Linked DNA regions of Gossypium hirsutum: region 2 is linked to region 1. Evidence: chromatin contacts called from public Hi-C data. All regions are on one chromosome and are shown on one strand. The core of a region is the stretch at or near the end of the contact, and the rest is flanking DNA. Distances in the headings are between cores, read along the strand shown.

Evidence for each region. Hi-C and Micro-C count contacts between places; a contact is called where the count stands out from the background.
Region 2: a contact with region 1 is called in a Hi-C map of leaf, with 2.0 times the contacts expected there. The contact joins the promoter of LOC107942638 here to the promoter of LOC107958415 in region 1. A contact is called at or near these places in 4 of 34 Hi-C or Micro-C datasets (callus, leaf and petal).

Annotation. Positions count from the first base shown.
Region 1 is chrA05:14,492,763-14,498,375 of Gossypium_hirsutum_v2.1, reverse strand. LOC107958415 (potassium channel KAT1) reads left to right here and starts at 2,084. Exons shown (of 10, transcript XM_016894178.2): 1 at 2,084-3,032; 2 at 3,120-3,335; 3 at 3,470-3,625; 4 at 3,715-3,772; 5 at 3,868-4,185; 6 at 4,580-4,819; 7 at 4,929-5,027; 8 at 5,129-5,362; 9 at 5,443-5,613. The coding sequence starts at 2,854.
Region 2 is chrA05:14,647,213-14,652,825 of Gossypium_hirsutum_v2.1, reverse strand. LOC107942638 (DNA replication licensing factor MCM3) reads left to right here and starts at 2,772. Exons shown (of 16, transcript XM_016876341.2): 1 at 2,772-2,930; 2 at 3,060-3,157; 3 at 3,265-3,473; 4 at 3,704-3,834; 5 at 3,914-4,152; 6 at 4,252-4,488; 7 at 4,678-4,832; 8 at 4,917-5,125; 9 at 5,217-5,382; 10 at 5,453-5,613. The coding sequence starts at 2,865. It overlaps LOC107942640 (3-oxoacyl-[acyl-carrier-protein] synthase I, chloroplastic), which reads left to right. Exons shown (of 7, transcript XM_016876344.2): 4 at 360-473; 5 at 564-665; 6 at 1,070-1,136; 7 at 1,263-1,610. The coding sequence ends at 1,330. TRNAR-ACG (transfer RNA arginine (anticodon ACG)) reads right to left here and starts at 2,676; the gene lies at 2,604-2,676.

The DNA of each region.
Region 1 (5,613 bases), core at 835-3,334:
TATTTTAACAAAAAATATTTATTATTTTAAAGATATTTTTGTTTTATTATATAAAATGCAAGAAAAAAAATAAGCTAGACATCACAAACATTGCTCGTCTTATTTGTATAATTTTACACATATATTGATATATTAGCAATTTATATTATAAAAATTCTACTATATTTATTTCTATAAATATAAAAGCTGGTGAGAGAATAAAAAAATATTTTTTATATGATTTCTGGTGTGGGCAAATGAAATTTAGTTCTTATTTATAAGAGTTCTAATGTCTCTCTAGAGGAACACAACTATCTAAATAAATAATCACATCTTTTAATAATAAACATATAATAGATATATTCTTGAATAATCATATTCAAACGCAAATTCTACTTACCTATACACTCATTATTTGTTAGCATGTTAAATGTGTATCACATTTCCCTTGAGAAGTTTGCAGGACATGCATGGTGGGCATTGGTGGCCTTATATATAAATTGTGGAAGGTGGGATGAGTAGCCATCGTTAGAAGCATTTAAAAGAATATTTCTATTTTCTCTTAGAGTGTAACCATATCAACGTGGTATGGCGTATTTTAAAGCGCATGCTCAGAATGAGCCCTTCTTGAGCAAAGTTGTCTCAAGTAACCAACGTTTAGATAGGCGGAACCTTGTGTTCGTATGGCTAAAGGTTGGAGAGTTTGAATTTCCTATTTAGTGGGTCTTGCCAGCTACTAAGTTGTGCTAAAGAGTTCCCATCTTAGAGAGCAATGCTGCAAAGAAGCAATATAGGAGGCATCCGTGGGGTTGTCTCTTAACTATTGAAGGAATAATGATGATGAGAAATGTTTTTCTTCACTACTTAGAAGGAAGAAGCCTAAATAGCATAAGAGTGATGGAGATGGTGTGGATTTTTTTGGTGATAGACAATGGTTGCCAGATCCTATTGCCTAGCCATTCTCATGGGTTAACAAGATATACACACTAGTACATGTGTTAACAACATTGCATAAAGCATCTCATGGACTTTACACGGTGTGAACCTATGCCATTCTCCAAGCATTCTCCTTCGTAGTTTCCCTCCTTTACTTCCTCAACTAACATCAGCAATAAATATTTTTCTCACGTGCCTAAGAAAATGTCAATTTCTGATAAACATCTCAAAAACACAAATAAAGTTTTAGGTTTCAATCCACCTTTTAGGTATTAAAATAAACGGCTTAAAAAAAATCTGAAGGCACTGATTTAACAAAAACCCATCAAACACTATTTGCCCAATTCATGCTTCACACATTTCTTATTTCTGCAAATGTTGAAAGATTGAAGAAAGAGAGAGGGTCAACATCACTGCACTAACCTACATCTGGAAACCCCAAAAGAAGAGGAAGGGCACAACTGAGGTGGGCTCAGGTTCCTCTCAAAAGTCAGTGGCAAGTGGCCAGTGCGTTTTTAATTGGATGGTTGGATCTGCCAAATTCATTTACTATACATATCAGACACAATGAGGGGGGGCCTCTTTGGGTCCCAAGCCTCCTTAACATCTTCAATCTTACATAAATGTCAACTTTTTTCCAGCTTTATACTATCCATGTTTAATCATTCGACCCCTCTACAATGCTTAGTTTTCCACTAGTATTATAAAAAATTTTAGGGTCTTTTTCCATGCATACTCAGTGATAGTCTTAAATAACTGGTCCTCTGCTGGTCTTTCTCCCCCCCCCCCCCACAATTTTGACACTAGATACGCATTAACGTGAAGAACAAGAATGGAAGTGACGTCGAATGCAATCATTTAAGGGCGAGCCATGGGTATATACATATAACTATGGCTCTTAGTAGGCCAAAAGGTTCTTTTTAATCTGATGAATATATATGTCAGATTTAGAAGGGAATAAGCAAAGATGCAAATTATAATCAAAATGATCAAAGACACAGACCAAATATAAAAAGAAAAAGAAAAAAAAGTGGTAAGGCAACGTAATAATAATGCGTACGCTGAACATGAAAGAGAAGGGTCAAAACTCAAAAGCATTGAGACTGAGAGACAACCGGTGGAGGGTGAGGAGCCAGTTGAATTATATGCATTTTTAAAGCTTAAGGTCCTCACTGATTGCGTGGCTAAATCAAACAACTTCAGCTATTACTAGGAAGGAGATGAGGATGGAATGGTATTGAAATAGAATTTTCTTTGGAGGAAAAGGTGGCATACCTATAACAAATGATCTGATTGGACTACGTGGCATCCATAAATAAGGACATCCTTCCCATTCTACTACGACTGTCTGCGTCTGGACCATCTCTGGATTCTGAAGTGTAAACACCAAATTTTTTTCACTCAAATCCGTCCTATATATCATACACGCCTGCACATGGTTTGATGGTGGAAATCCCACAATCACTAGCCGCACCATTTCAACCCCCCAATCACCATTCCTTTCAAACATCCAATTCAAGCCTCTCTTTATCTTGTCTCGTTTCCTTTCCCTCTGAAAATATCTTTGCTGCAACCCCCATGTCTGCCACTTTCACTGCTTTCCATTTACCTTCACTTTCTCCTTCATCTTGTCATGCTTTTCTTGTTTACCCTTCATCATTCTTGTACCAAAAATATGGAATATTTGCCCTTGTTTTTTTTCTGCTTTTTCTTCCTTTCTTAGTGACCTATTAGCTGCTTAAGCTCGCACGTCCACTTTAATCATGTCCGGGGCAAATTGAGATAACCTACAAGGTTATAAAAAGGGAAATCAATCCAACGTCCTCCGTCACAAGTTTGCTATATATATAACCATTCCTTTCAGAGTTAACCCTGTCCGGAGGCTTATTAGAGAAACTTCATTGTAGGTGTAGCTTTGAGAAATTCAAACAAATAAACATGTCATTTTCTTGTACGAAAAACTTCTTCCAACGGTTCTGCATGGATGAATTTCGTATGGACAGTGATATTCATGGCAGTTGCTTCTCAAGTGACCTCATTCCCTCACTTGGGGCTAGAATTAACCATGCGACCAAGCTACGTACATACATAATATCCCCTTTCAACCCTCATTATAGGTGATTACCATTTACACATGGCTTTCTCAAAATATTTCTTTGAATATATTTAAAAGCTGCTCCTTATGGTCCTATTCCTTATTACAGGGCTTGGGAGATATGGCTGGTTGTTCTAGTCATTTACTCTGCCTGGATCTGTCCATTCGAGTTTGCATTCCTAACTGACAAGAATGATGCACTTTTCATTTTTGATAACATTGTCAATGGCTTCTTTGCTGCTGACATTATTCTCACCTTCTTTGTTGCATATCTAGATGGCCAATCTTATCTCCTTGTTGATGATCCCAAGAAAATTGCCATCAGGTAAATAAGATTTTTGCGGCATTCAATCACATACAAAGGCTTCTTTTATATGTGTATATCAACTAAGAATAACAAAATGCTCATCAACTATTTGAACTAGTAATGAGCTTTTAAATGATCCATCCAACATCTAGGTACATATCTACCTGGCTTGCTTTCGATGTCTGTTCCACTGCCCCATTTCAGTCTCTCAGCCTCATGTTCACAGATCATGACAGTGAACTTGGGCTCAGGCTACTCAACATGCTCAGACTCTGGCGTCTGAGACGTGTCAGCTCCCTGTTTGCAAGGTCTATAACCAGTTTCATTCAACCCATGCCTTTCCCTTTCTTCAAATGCTTAAATATTTACTCACTGATTTCCTTTCCCTTTCCTTCAGACTTGAGAAAGACATTCGGTTCAACTACTTCTGGACTCGGTGCACCAAGCTCATTTCTGTAAGCCATTGAAACTTCCTCTAGTCTCCCCTCTATCACAAATATTGCCTTCAGTCATTTGAAAAAAAGGGTTATTTTCCTTGGGTTGATTTCAGGTGACCATGTTTGCGGTACATTGTGCTGGATGCTTTAACTATCTGATTGCAGATAGATATCCTGATCCTTCCAGGACCTGGATTGGTACAGTGTACCCAAATTTCAAACAGCACAGTCTCTGGGATAGATATGTGACTTCGATTTACTGGTCAATTACAACTCTCACCACCACTGGTTATGGAGACTTGCATGCTGAGAATCCAAGAGAGATGCTGTTTTATATCTTTTACATGTTCTTTAATTTGGGATTAACAGCTTACCTCATCGGGAACATGACTAACCTGGTAGTTCACTGGACAAGCCGGACCCGTAATTTTGTAAGTTGCCCCTTTCAACTTTCAGGCTGTTAGAAATCCATTATTAACCTGCCAGGGGAACTGAACATATAAAATAAGTTCTACAAGGACCAAATGAAATTAAGCGTCACAATCAACAAAACTACCATACCTACAGAAAATGTTGGTTATTTGTAAGACAATGTATCTACTATCTATAGTTCTATACCCCACAATTTGACAATTTTGTATGAAAAAAATTCAAGGTTAAAAACTAGCTTAAAGGTGATGTCAAGATTCTTAGGCACTAAATGACAAGCTTCCATCCCTTTATATTCAGATTCAACAGTGTTTTCTTTTTGACAAGGATGCCATGTCTAGCCTTGGAAGTGCTAATAATAAGAAACCATTCCTTTTACATTTTTGGGTGCTACAGCGGGATACAGTTAGAGCTGCTTCGGAATTTGTGACACGAAATCAATTGTCCCCTCGCATACAAGATCAAATAATGTCACACATATGCTTAAGGTTCAAAGCAGAAGGATTGAAGCAACAAGAGACCCTAAATAGTTTACCCAAAGCCATCCGCTCAAGCATTGCACAGCATCTCTTCCTTCACATCCTGCAAAAAGCCTATCTCTTCCAAGGAGTTTCTGATGACTTCCTATTTCAGTTGGTAATAATACTTCTCATGTTATATATCTGTCCATATCTTTCTTATACACATGCATCACTTTGAATTTTATTTCACAAGATGCTAATGCAAATTTATTACCCTGTCAAAGGTTTCAGAAATGGATGCCGAGTATTTTCCACCCAAAGAAGATGTTATTCTGCAGAATGAAGCCCCAACGGATCTGTATATACTTGTCTCAGGAGCAGTTGTAAGTAGGCTTATTCTTATGGGTGTAGAATAATAATATATAAACTAAAAAATGCCGATTTCTGACATTAGTTTGGTGGCTGTTTGATTCCTGATTTGCAGAACTTAATCTCCCATGCTGATGGGCATTATCAGGTATGTGATTTACAGGTTACGGAAAAGGTTGCAGCAGGAGATATGTTTGGAGAGGTTGGAGTTCTATGTTGTAGGCCACAACCATACACAGCTAGGACCACTGAGCTTTGTCAAATACTACGACTGAACGGAACCTCACTGATGAGCATCTTACAAATAAATACAGAAGAAGGACGTGTTATGATGCGTAATCTTTACATGGTAAATATCATACTAGACAATTTTTAGAGTAATGGAAGACAATGTTATCATGAACAAGAACTGATGGTTTGTTCTCGCAGAAAATAAATGGGCTTCACAGCAGCAGCTTTGACCAGTCCAATATAGATCCGGAGTTGATCCAGAATTCAAGGCTTGGGCAAGGAGCAATGGGAGGAAGTTGTTTGAGTGCTGGATATGAAGAGCAATCACAGAGAGAAGCAATAGGCATAAATATCTCAGGATCAGAGGCT
Region 2 (5,613 bases), core at 1,523-4,022, 150 kb before region 1:
AGGTTTGCTGACTCCTGTGTAGGCATTTAGAGTTGTTTTTTTTTTGGGGGGGGGTTCAATCGATACCACCAACAAGTTCTATGTTTTATGGTGTATTTAATGTCTGTCTTTGACTTGTCTTCACAAAATCTGTATCGAGATAACTTCTATTTTATCTATTAGATCCAGGTTCCAATTTTAAGTGAGACTGTAGAGAACCATTCTAATGGTTGCGGTTCATAAATCATTATAGTGACTAGTTAACACAGTGTTGTTGACTTCACATCAATAATAGGTTTCAGAATATACGTGTTTTCTAAAATTTATGCATGGTTCCAAAGGTGGAAAAATTAGCGAACTAAGTAAGTTCCATATTTCAGGTAAACTACATAAATGCACATGCAACTTCTACTCTTGCTGGTGATCTGGCTGAGATAAATGCTATTAAAAAGGTATTCAAGAATACATCTGGCATCAAAATCAATGCAACAAAGGTACGTTTTCTTTCTCTTGCAAAATTTGAGATTACCATGCTGTGATGTTACGCTTTTGCTGTTGGTTAAATGCTTTGATTTTTGTTTCAGTCGATGATAGGGCACTGTCTGGGTGCAGCGGGCGGTTTAGAAGCCATTGCCAGTGTGAAAGCCATTACCACGGGATGGCTGCATCCCTCCATAAACCAATTTGTATGTGCCAGTTTCCTGTTTAATGCACCTTGTTTGTTCTGTAAAGAGTATTATTAAAACTAACTTAAGATAGTATGTGCGAGTCTTGGTCATATATTGGTTTTCCTTTTTCTTTAAAACTTTTATTTACAGTAATTCCCCATTACTTATTTTTCTTCAAATTGTCTACCAAGTCTCGAATATTTGATTTAATGGGGACCAAACCCCGCCTGAACTCTGTTTTGTTTTTTCAAATTTTTATGTTTATTTATGGTACCCCTTTTTGGTAACTCAATATTTTTTTACTACAACTTGGAAAAGAACATTTTGGGAGTGTTTAAAATATATTTGGTTCTTTCCTCTACTTCATGTTTAAATGCTAGATCTCTTTAGATACCTTGAAGTGCTAAATTTTTTGAATGCAGAATCCAGAGCCATCAGTTGAGTTTGACACTGTTGCCAACAAAAAGCAGCAGCACGAGGTTAATGTTGGTAAGACTCTTTATCCTTTCTTGGGAAGCACACCATCCCTGTCTATATACTTACATTTTGATAGATCCGGATCATCCAGAACCTGTGTGTTCTGTAATTCTAATCGACTTGTTCTTGTGGATTCAGCAATCTCAAATTCATTTGGATTTGGAGGACACAACTCGGTTGTGGCATTTTCAGCCTTCAAGCCATGAAAGTCTGTTACTACATGTTCTGCATTTGTTAGGAAAGATGATGATAGAGAATATTGATCCTTAAAAGAGCGAGTCAGGCATTTGTTTGTGGATGTGGAGGCTGCTTCAATCCTTGTGTAACTTTTCGTGAGAGCCAATTTGTGATTTTGTCATTGTTGGAATGATTTTGAGTTGAATTCTAGCTTTAGCCTAGGAATTGGTGAACTCGTATATTTTCAACACCAACACGACTATATTTGATGAGGCAATTAATGAAGGAGAGATTTTGTTCTGTTTTAAATACGTATCATGTGAACTGGGTTGGTCTTCATTACTACTTTGATTGGATTTATATACTATTGGGTAATTCCCGCCTAAACAGAACCTCTCTGTCTGTGCTGCTTTAAGTGACCGATCTAAGTTAAGCCCTTTAACCTTGGGGAGGGATCTTCCTCCTTTTACCTCCTTACTAGACCAAAGACTCCTTAACATCCCTCTTGCATCTCTTCGCAGACCATCGTCCGATTTTTTTTTTCCCTCGACAGCATTTGAACCCCAAATCTCTGCAAAAGCACTAACACTATAATTTAATGCACAATCGACCTTTACTGGTGTTAAATTAAATTGAAACATATTCAATGTAATTTATGGTTGAGTTTAATCTCTCTCTCTCTCTTTTTTTTCTTTTTTTTTAATGTCGGAATGGTTGTGAAGTTCAATAAATAACTAGATATGATTAATCACTACATATTTGAGGTGATAGTTCATAATAATAATAATAATAATAATTAGGGGTGAGCAAAATTCACTTTAAGAAAAATATTTTATATTTTGAATTGTTTGAGTCAAATGACAGATTAGTGTAAATGTTTTTTGGTTACTGTCGATTTTCAAAATGAGTAAATTAGTTTCTCTCAATCAAAATAAAAAATAAAATTTAAATATTTATAAAAATTCTAAAATTTGTATTTTTTTAGAAAATATATAAAAATTTAAAAAATCTAGAGAATATATAAAGATAGTTAAAATTTTAAATTTTTGTCTAAAATAATAATTTTGAGACCTAAATAAATTAATTAATAATTTAAATTTATCCTATAATAAAATAAGACTTATTAACTCAATTATTTTATATATTTTTATTTGATTCAATCCAACTCATCCAAATAGTAATCAGCGAAATAACATTAGGCCCTCTGGCTCGGGATTTTCATAACAGATGGGTTTTATGGGAGCCCAATATTTATTTTGGATTACAATACCAAAAATCAAAATAAAAAAAGCAAAGCAAATCCGACTCCACTGGGGATCGAACCCAGAATCTCTGGTTCCGTAGACCAGCGCCTTATCCATTGGGCCATGGAGTCTTAGTTGTTGTACGCTTCGCACAATATTTATAATATATATACATTGACTCAATTCCCGCCAAAACAGCCATCATCTCACTTGTTCCCGCCAAAACCAGGGTCTAGGGCTGAGGAAGAAAAAGGAAAAGAAGCTCATCGAATTAGCACTTTGGTGTCAATACTGTAGTACAGTGAGAAGGAAAAAAAAAATGGAGTTGGGAGCTCAAGATTATGCTGATAGGAAGAAAGATATCAGCCAATTCCTGTCTCAAGATGTACTTTCCCCCATTCCCTTCTCTTCTATTCCCTTCTCTTCTATTCGTTTTCTGTTTTTTTTTTTAAACGCTATCAATTTTAATAACGGTTTCATTTTTGTTTGTTTGTTTGTTTGTTTGTTCGATCAGATTTACCAAGATGAAATCAAGGCAATGATAAATCACAAGCGTCGCCGTCTCATCGTCAACATCTCCGATCTACACTCTTTTAACAACTTGGCTACTAGGTTCGCTCTCTTCTCCCATAACTTTCTTTTCTTTTTCTCTTCATCATTTTAAGCGTTGGTTTGTTTAAACTGATTTGGTTTTTTTGTTCATTGTTTTGAGTTTTTAGGATTCTGAAGAATCCGAGTGAATATATGCAACCTTTTTTCGATGCGGTGACTGAAGCTGCTAAAAGTATTGACCCAAAGTACTTGAAAGAAGGGGAAATAGTTCATGTGGGATTTGAAGGTCCTTTCGTTTCTCGTCGCGTCACACCCAGAGAGCTCCTTTCCGAATTTATTGGCTCCATGGTCTGCGTCGTTGGCATTGTTACCAAATGTATCGTTATTCTCGAATACTCCGCTCTTTTTGTTTCCTTTCAAGTTGAAGCATAACTACACTATTATTTGTTTGTTCATATAATGTGCTAAAAGTTGAATCTAGGATTTTGTTAAAAGGAGGCACGTGCTTTGAAAACTGATTAGTTTGGGTATTGAAAATTCGCTAAATGCTTATTAATGATTTTTCTTTGTTTTGCTTTGTATTAACATGATCCTATCTCAATTTAGGTTCTCTGGTAAGACCGAAGGTTGTTAAAAGTGTTCACTTTTGTCCTGCCACTGAAAACTTCACCGTTAGGGAATATCGAGACATCACCTCCAACAATGGTTTGCCAACCGGATCCGTGTATCCTACCAGGGTAATTTCCATTGTCTAGATCTCCTCATATCTGTATGGGTATTGGATTAAGCATTGTCTAATGGGGAATATTCTTTCAGGATGAAAATGGAAACTTATTGGTGACTGAATATGGTTTGTGCCAATATAAAGATCACCAGACCTTGTCGATTCAAGAAGTACCTGAAAATGCTGCTCCTGGTCAGCTTCCTCGAACCGTTGATGTCATAGTTGAGGATGACCTGGTTGATTCATGCAAGCCTGGAGATCGTGTGGCTATTGTAGGGATATATAAAGCTCTTCCAGGAAAAAGTAAGGGCAGTGTGAACGGTGTTTTCAGGTATCACATATGTAGTGCATCATTTGGAAGTAATTTTTTATCATTATAACTCGGTTTTTCCAATATGCAAATCCTGAATGAGTAATTTTTTCAATGCAGGACTGTTCTTATAGCTAATAATGTCTCTCTGCTCAACAAAGAGGCTAATGCACCTATCTACAGCCCAGAGGACCTGAAAAATATTAAGAAGATAGCAGAGAGAGATGACACATTTGACCTGCTTGGTAACTCCCTTGCACCTTCAATATATGGGCATTCGTGGATAAAGAAAGCTGTGGTTTTACTAATGCTTGGTGGAGTGGAAAAGAATTTGAAGAATGGCACTCATTTAAGAGGGTTAGTTGTTCTCTTACTATTTAAGTATCTTTGAAGTTATATATCTGATAAATAGTTGCCCAACTGATTGTTATTCCTTCCTTTCAACTGCATCTTGATTTTTCTGATTGTATGCTTTATGCAGCTTTACCACTATGTCTTAAGATTAGGTAAACGCTAAAAATAAGCTAAAGTCTTGCTCTTTTTCAGGGACATTAACATGATGATGGTTGGAGATCCATCTGTTGCAAAATCCCAACTTTTAAGAGCAATCATGAACATTGCACCATTGGCTATTTCAACCACCGGTAGAGGTTCTTCCGGTGTTGGTTTGACAGCTGCTGTTACCTCCGACCAAGAAACAGGTAAAGCATTTCAATTGTTATAGCCTTGCTGCTTATAGTCCAAATTTTGGTGCTTTTGATGAAATTAAACATCTCTGTGTTCAGGAGAAAGAAGACTGGAAGCAGGTGCTATGGTCCTTGGTGATAGAGGTGTTGTATGCATTGATGAGTTTGACAAGATGAATGATCAAGATCGTGTTGCGATACATGAAGTCATGGAGCAGCAGACTGTAACTATCGCCAAAGCTGGTATCCATGCATCATTGAATGCTCGGTGCAGTGTAGTGGCTGCTGCAAACCCTATATATGGAACTGTAAGCGTATATTGGTTGCTAAGATGCATTTTCACTCTGCTAGAAAGGATGTACATCTTGAGTTTATACTAGTTATCGGTTCAATATGCAGTATGATCGTTCGTTGACTCCAACAAAGAACATTGGACTTCCAGACTCTTTGCTTTCTCGTTTCGATCTGCTGTTTATTGTATTGGATCAAATGGATGCTGATATTGATCGTCACATCTCTGAGCATGTCTTGAGAATGCATCGGTTTCGCTCTGCTATTGATGGAGGTAGGCAAAGAGTTTTCTTGTGTTCCTAAGACTGTGGCACATGTACCTACTAAGGTAGTTAATGATGCAGGTGAGGCAGCTCTTGATGGAAGTTCAAGATATGGAAGAGAAGATGAAGCTGACACCGACTCATCTGTTTTTGTCAGGTATAATCGAATGCTGCATGGGAGGAAGACTGAAAGAGGTCGGAAGCTTGATAATCTTACTATAAAGTTCCTCAAAAAGTATATT